Linked DNA regions of Sus scrofa: region 2 is linked to region 1. A link is a contact called in public HiChIP or PLAC-seq data. All regions are on one chromosome and are shown on one strand. Each heading gives the region's core, a stretch centred on a gene start, on an enhancer-like site or on the middle of the called end of the contact. The rest is flanking DNA. Distances are from core to core; before and after follow the strand shown. Region 1 holds the start of SRCAP (helicase SRCAP). Region 2 holds the start of ZNF688 (zinc finger protein 688).

Region 1 (3,378 bases), core at 370-2,869:
GATCATATTCAAAAAATAAAAGCAAATAATGTTTTGTGAAAAGAATTCCCTAGGACATGAGATTCTGGCTGAAGTAAGGAAATGAAGCCTCCCAAAAAGTTTAAAAAGTTTAAAGGTAAAAGGCTCCAACCACTGAATGAAGAGCAAATTAACAAAGCCAAACAAGTTATCACATCCAGAAGCTCAAAAGGTACTGGCAGCCTGGCAGCCTGCTCTCCTTTCCAGTAAGGGCTGAACATAGGAGAATCCAACCTTTCTCAAGGCAGGGCCCTGGGCCTCCTATGCTGCGCCAGGAGACACTTCCCCAAACACAAGAACTACAACAGGAGACCTTAGAGGAGCAGTCAGGAGGGGAGAAAGGCCGAACAGCAAAGACCCATGCCCCGGAAATAGGCAGGGTAAACCCACACAAGGCCCGGAAGTGTTTCCCCAGTGTTTAAGGAAGCTCCTTAACCACACTGCAGCCTTTGATTCACTCCCTCTTCCACAACTGATTCACTGGACTCAAGCTAACCAGGATCCAAGAAGCCCGAACTCTTGACCCCAGGCTTCATCACCATCTCCTAAGCCGTCCCAACAGCCTGACCCGGCGTGACCCCTGACCTCTGCCCCAAGTTGCCACTAGCCCTAAGATGGCCCCGCCCCCTCCAGACTCCCACCGCACCCAACGTGCGCGACAGACTGGGGGAGGGGCCCGCGCGTGCGCGCCTGGAGGCGGAGAGAGCCGGCTGTGCTCACCGCCCCGGGGCTCCCGCCAGAACCCAAACCCACGCACACAAGGGTCGCAGGGCTGGGAAGCCTCTCGTCCCTGCCCGTCAGGGAGCCCCCCACCACCAGACCGAGAGAGCTTAAGATAAGGAAGGGTTCGTGCCGCCAGATCTTGGCTCCGGACTGGATATGGTGGGCGCGCGCCCCAACTACTCGTCCCACGCCCCCCTTCCTCTTCTCGCGCGCCCCTGAGGTGGGGGGCTGGGGTTGGTGGGCGGGCAGGAGCGCACCTGGGTCCGTCCTCTCAGGGCTCGCTCGCTCGCTCAGGCACGCGTGCGCAGACGGGCGGAAGGGGAGAGAAGACGCGCCCCAGCCCAGTGCCGGCCGGTCTGGCCCCCCTCAGCCTGTCTCTATGGGCGCGCGCCGACAGCCTCGCGCACCGGCCCCGGGGCCCCGGCCGAAGGTGCGCGCGCAGCACCCCGGGAAGGTGGGAGGGGAGGCGGTGGCGGAAAGATGCGCGCGCAGTCAGCCGTCAGGGGAGGGGGAACTGTGGAGCGTCCGCCATCTTGTCTCCCTCTCCTTACCTGCGTCCTCGGGGGCGTGCGCACCACCCCCCCCTCCCGCCGAGGAGGGGGAGGGCCCCCTCTTTGCCGCCTCCTTCGCGGCCTTTAAATCCCCCTGAGGCCCGCGGCTACTGCCACCGCCTTGCTTCCACTGCTTCCTCTCACGGCACAGAGATGCGGGAGGTGGGTGGGGAAAATGGGAGACGCTACTCGCAGCGAACCGCCGCCGCCGCTTCCGAGGCCTCACCAAAATGGCCGCCGCCGTCTCGGCCGCCACCACCAACACCACCGCCACCACCACAGCTCACTATCGCTACCGCCGGCGCGGCCCGTCCTCTCGCGAGACAGTAACTGGAGGTTGGGAGAGCAGGGAGCCTCGCGTGCTAACGTAGGGCGCTACCCGAAGCGCAAGGCAGGCTGGGAAATGTAGTCCGCCCGGAGGCTCCGCGCCTTTCCCGCAGCAGAGCTCTTTACCCTCCACCGGCTAACCTGCCACTGGGGCTGCATTGCAGCTGCCCACTGGGACGTGGCCACCGTACCTTCTTTTATAGATCACCCAGAGAGCTGAAGGAATTTCTCAGGTACTTTCAGCAAGTTAGCAGTGGAGCCTGGATCTCTGGATTCCCGTTGCAGTCCACTCGTATAGAGCCAATGCATTTGACACATGGGTGGTATTGTTGATAGCTCCTAAGCATTTATGCATCAGGTCGCCAACTTTCTGAGTTAAGAACCCCTTAAATTTGTTGTGTTTTGGGGGTTTTTTTGGTAATGGTTGGGTTGGCTGCACGCCGGGCATGCGGAAGTTCCCTGGCCAGGGATCAAATCCGTGCCAAAGTGGGGACCAGAGCCCCATCAGTGACCACCGGAGATCCTCAACCCGCTGCGCCACCAGGGAACTCATTTGAGAATCTGATACCCTCACCCTGGAATAGAATAATAATAATAACGTACCTTTTACTGAGGGCACCTTGTGCACGATCTCAATCCCAACAATGCTCCATTTATAAATGATTTGAGGCTCATAGAGTAATAGAGCTCAAAGCCAAGATTCATAGCCAAGCAGTCTAAGTCACAAGGTTACAAGCACTGTCACAAAATCTACCTCATGAGGGCCGACCACCCAGGAGCCAGGTTAGGAGGCCATAATAAAGCTTTCATTCAGCTCTTCACCTGCTCAGTTTAGATCTCCATTCTACTCTAAGAGTTGATGATTCTCTCTGACCTTGACTTGAAGTTCTGTTTTTCTTTTTCTTTTTTTTTTAAACTTTCTCTTTTTTTAATATTTTTTTTATTTTATTTTTTTAATTTTTTTTGTCTTTTTGGCATTTCTTGGGCCGCTCCCATGGCATATGGAGGTTCCCGGGCAAGGGGTCGAATCAGAGCTGTAGCCGCCAGACTACGCCAGAGCCATAGCAACGCAGGATCCGATTCGCGTCTGCGACCTACACCACAGCTCACCGCAACGCCGGAACCTTGACCCCACTGAGCAAGGGCAGGGATCAAACCCGCAACCTCATAGTTCCTAGTCGGATTTGTTAACCACTGCGCCACGACGGGAACTCCGAAGTTCTGTTTTTCTTACAGCAAATACCAGTGGTTGAAAACTCAAACCTAGAAGGACCAAGAAGATGATGTAAATAAAGCAAAGAGGGGCAGATGAGGAATGTTAGGAACAGGAGGCCGTATACTCTGACCAAAAGGAATAGTCAGCTCAAACCAATGTTCACCCTACAGGAATGTGGGCCAAAATACATCAGATTCAGCCACAGGCTGCCAGTTTGCTACCGCTGACCTGTGCTAGAGCCTCAAGGCATACAGAAGCATGCAAGGTAGATTTGTTGATTGAAAAAAGTGGATAAATGCCCAATCGTTTAGGCCCAGTTCAAAGTCTTTTTTTCCAGACCAAGCTTACATATTTCTGAGACTATCTCATAGAACAACACCAAGCTCCCGAAAGATCTCGTATTTCTTAGCCTTCTCATGTACTTTTTCATCCTTTTTCAATATTTTTCCTTCAGAAGTTTCCTTCACAACCCCCAGGTGACCACTCTTGACCACTCACAGGCTGGCTTAATACCCCTTCTGGCTCCCATAGCCTCCTGGACTT
Region 2 (3,378 bases), core at 426-2,925, 89 kb after region 1:
CGATGGGAACTCCAACCAAGTGTAGACTTTTTGATGGTGTCCTTGAATAGATAGCACCAAGGGAGGTTATTCAATGGCTGTCTGCAAAGATCGTAAAGGGGCTCAGGATTCTAAGCTCCTGGAGGCTGGGCCCACCACCATCCTCAATGCCTGACACAGAATAGGGATTCAAGATTGTTGACTCCTCCCTTTTCCTCCACACTTCCAGGCTTTCCTTTATTGAGAATTTCCAGACAATGGAGTTTGCTTTTACTCCAGGCCAAGTTTCAAGACTTGTTAAGGCACCAGTCTTTGAGCTTCACTCCCAGGGGCCATATACTCAGCCATTCACGCTGCCTCCTAAGGCAGGCCAACGGCTGGAACACACTGCTAAATTTCAAGTTTTATCTTTTTCCCTGTCTTAGAATCCAGGGATGGGAGTAAGAAGAAAGGAGGGCAGAAGAGGCCCAAGCGAAAAAGCGATGGAGCATGAGGGGTTGTCTATCAAGGAGTGGTTGCCATCCAGTACACCACCTGGCCCAATCACAGAGCAAACATTCCAGAGTCCACAGCAACACCAGATCCCAGACGTGCCTGCAATCAACATCGCAGCTCATGGCAAACACTGGATGCTTAACCCGACTGAGGGCCTAAGGAGGGAAATTTCCCAGAAAAAAAAAAAAAAGGGGATTTGAGATTTGATGCTATCTTTGGCAATGTGCACAACTTTAAGAAGCAGGGTAAATAATGTAAGGAGGAAAGAAAGACAATTAGAAAATTCAAGAAGGGGGAGTTCCCGGCGTGGCGCAGTGGTTAACGAATCCGACTAGGAATCATGAGGTGGCGGGTTCGGTCCCTGCCCTTGCTCAGTGGGTTAACGATCTGGCGTTGCCGTGAGCTGTGGTGTAGGTTGCAGACGCGGCTCGGATCCCGCATTGCTGTGGCTCTGGCGTAGGCCGGTGGCTACAGCTCCGATTCGACCCCTAGCCTGGGAACCTCCATATGCCACAGGGGCGGCCCAAGAAATAACAAAAAAGACAAAAAAAAAAAAAAAAAAAAGAAAGAAAATTCAAGAAGGAATTCCCATGGTGGCTCAGCAGGTTAAGAACCTGACTAGTATCAAATGAGGAAGCAGGTTCAATCCCTGGCTTTGATCAGTGGGTTAACAATCCAGTGTTGCCTTGAGCTTCAGTTGAGGTCGAAGAATCAGCTTGAATCTGGAGCGGCTGTGGCTGTGGCTTGGTGTAGGCTGGTAGCTGCAGGTCCGATTGGTACCCTAGCCTGGGAACTTCCATATGCCAGGAAAAATTTTTTTTTTCAGGAAAAGTAAGCAGTTGACAAGAAAATCAATATAATAACAACATACATAGGATATGTTACTATCATTTATTGCATTAAGTATTGGGGAAAAGAAGGGAATGGGCTAGAAGTTAAATATCAAATAGACTAACAGGGTGCCCATAGTGTCTAAAATGAGTACAGGGAGTTCCCGTTGTGACTTGATGGTAAGGAATCTGACTAATATCCATGAGGACTTGGGTTTGATCCCTGGCCTCGCTCAGTGGGTTAAGGATCTGGTGCTGCTGTGAGCTGTGGTGTAGGTCGCAGATGCAGCTTGGATCTGGCGTGGCTGTGCCTGTGGCATAGGCCAGCGGCTGTAGCTCCGATTCAACCCCTAACCTGGGAGCCTCCATATGCCGAGGATGTGGCTCTAAAAAGACAGAAAAACAAACAAAACAAAAACAAAAAACCTCCCTCATTCCAATTCCAGCCTCATCAAGCACTTTCCTCCATCCGTGGCTCAAGTCCAGAGACTGAGCAAGCGGAGCTGCGGGTGGCTTCACAGCTGTGGGTGGGTTGGACTGCAAACCCACAGTACCTGGTCTCCATCTCTGCTGTCCCCACCTCCCCAGGGTTTGGCTGCAGAGGCTGGGGATGGCTTCTGGATCCTACCGCAAGGAGGTGTGGAGGGAAACTGGGATCCAAACCAAGCTCCCCAAAGCTAGGTCCTCTGTGGGTTCCAGAGTCCCCCTGATTGGCCGCGGTGCAGCATGGGCAGGGAGAGTGTTGGAAGCCTCCTGTCTGTCTATCTTTCTTTCCCTTTTAAGTTTTATTTTAAATTCTGTTGAAGTATAGATTGACAATATTGTGTTAAATTTGCTCTACAGCTAAGTGACTCAGTCACATACATGTATTTTTTCATAGTCTTTTCCATTATGGTTTATCACAGGATATGTAAGATAGTTCCCCGTCCACGTTTCTTGAAAGCTAGAAAGCTCCCCTCCGCCTCCTCTACTCCCTGCCGCCAGGCACTTCCCTCAAAACCCACCTGCGAGGCCATTGTATTTAAGGGCAAGTGAACGATGAAGCCAGAGAAGCCAGACCGGCGCCATGTTTGATAAGGTCAATGGGTGGCGCCCTTAAGGGCAACCAGTGGCAACTGAAGCCAGGAATATCGCCATATTTTCTGAAGGTACCTTCCGGGTCCCTCAACCCGGTTGTCTAAATCGAAGCTGCCCGTGAAGTGAATAAACACCGAGGGGGGTCTGTTTGTCCGCATCAGAATCCTGAATCCCAAACCGCCAGTCCTTGCTCCCTCAGTCCCTCGGCCGCGCTCGGAAGCCGAGGCTGGGCGGGGCCGGGTTCGGGAGCCCTTCCTGCGGACGACGAAAGCTGAGGCCGGGCGCGGGGACCAGGCGGCCGCTGCTCGGGGCTGGGAGGCCCCATGGCGCCGCCTCCGGCCCGGCTCCCGGTGCTGAGACCGGGGGATACTGGGCCGGGTTGCAAGAAGCCCGCGGCCGTGAGGTTCGCGGACGTGGCCGTGTATTTCTCCCCGGAGGAGTGGGGGTGTCTGCGGCCCGCGCAGAGGGCCCTGTACCGGGACGTGATGCGGGAGACCTACGGCCACCTGGGCGCGCTCGGTGAGGCCCCGGGTCAGAGCACCCCTCCACCTTCACTGGGGTTCAGAGGGGAGATGACATAAGAACCGAGAGGATCGTGAGCCCCGACCCCGCACTATTCCGCCAATGGCACCAGCCACCTCCCATCCCCCCAGCACTTCAGGCACCCTCTCCGAGTCCTTCCACCCGCACCCGCCCGCTTCGGGCAGGAGCCCTGCAGACCCACCCTGTCCAGGTTGAGCCTGAACTCCGAGGAGGTGCCCTCACCCTGACAGGGCAGCCTCTCAGGCCAGCACTGTGATCCCTGTTCTCTCCCAGGATTCCCAGGCCCCAAACCAGCCCTCATCTCTTGGATGGAACAGGAGAGTGAGGCTTGGAGCCCCGCCGCCCAGGATCCTGAGGAGGGGGAAAGCCTGGGAGGACCTCTGAGAGGTGAGGGATGGTCCCAGGTCTCCCCCGCCTGGCATTCCAGGGCTTCCTGTCTAGCAATGTTTTCTTT

The links. HiChIP or PLAC-seq counts read pairs in DNA pulled down with a chosen protein or histone mark.
Region 2: an H3K27ac HiChIP or PLAC-seq map of alveolar macrophages shows a contact between it and region 1. The contact joins the promoter of ZNF688 here to the promoter of SRCAP in region 1. A contact is called at or near these places in 2 of 47 Hi-C or Micro-C datasets (embryonic fibroblasts and heart right ventricle) and 1 of 2 datasets of contacts at active chromatin or transcription factors (alveolar macrophages).

What each region holds. Positions count from the first base shown.
Region 1 is chr3:17,701,243-17,704,620 of Sscrofa11.1, forward strand. It overlaps SRCAP (helicase SRCAP), which reads right to left and starts at 1,620. Exons shown (of 34, transcript XM_005653006.3): 1 at 1,293-1,620.
Region 2 is chr3:17,789,755-17,793,132 of Sscrofa11.1, forward strand. ZNF688 (zinc finger protein 688) reads left to right here and starts at 1,676. Exons shown (of 2, transcript XM_013992457.2): 1 at 1,676-2,900. The coding sequence starts at 2,705.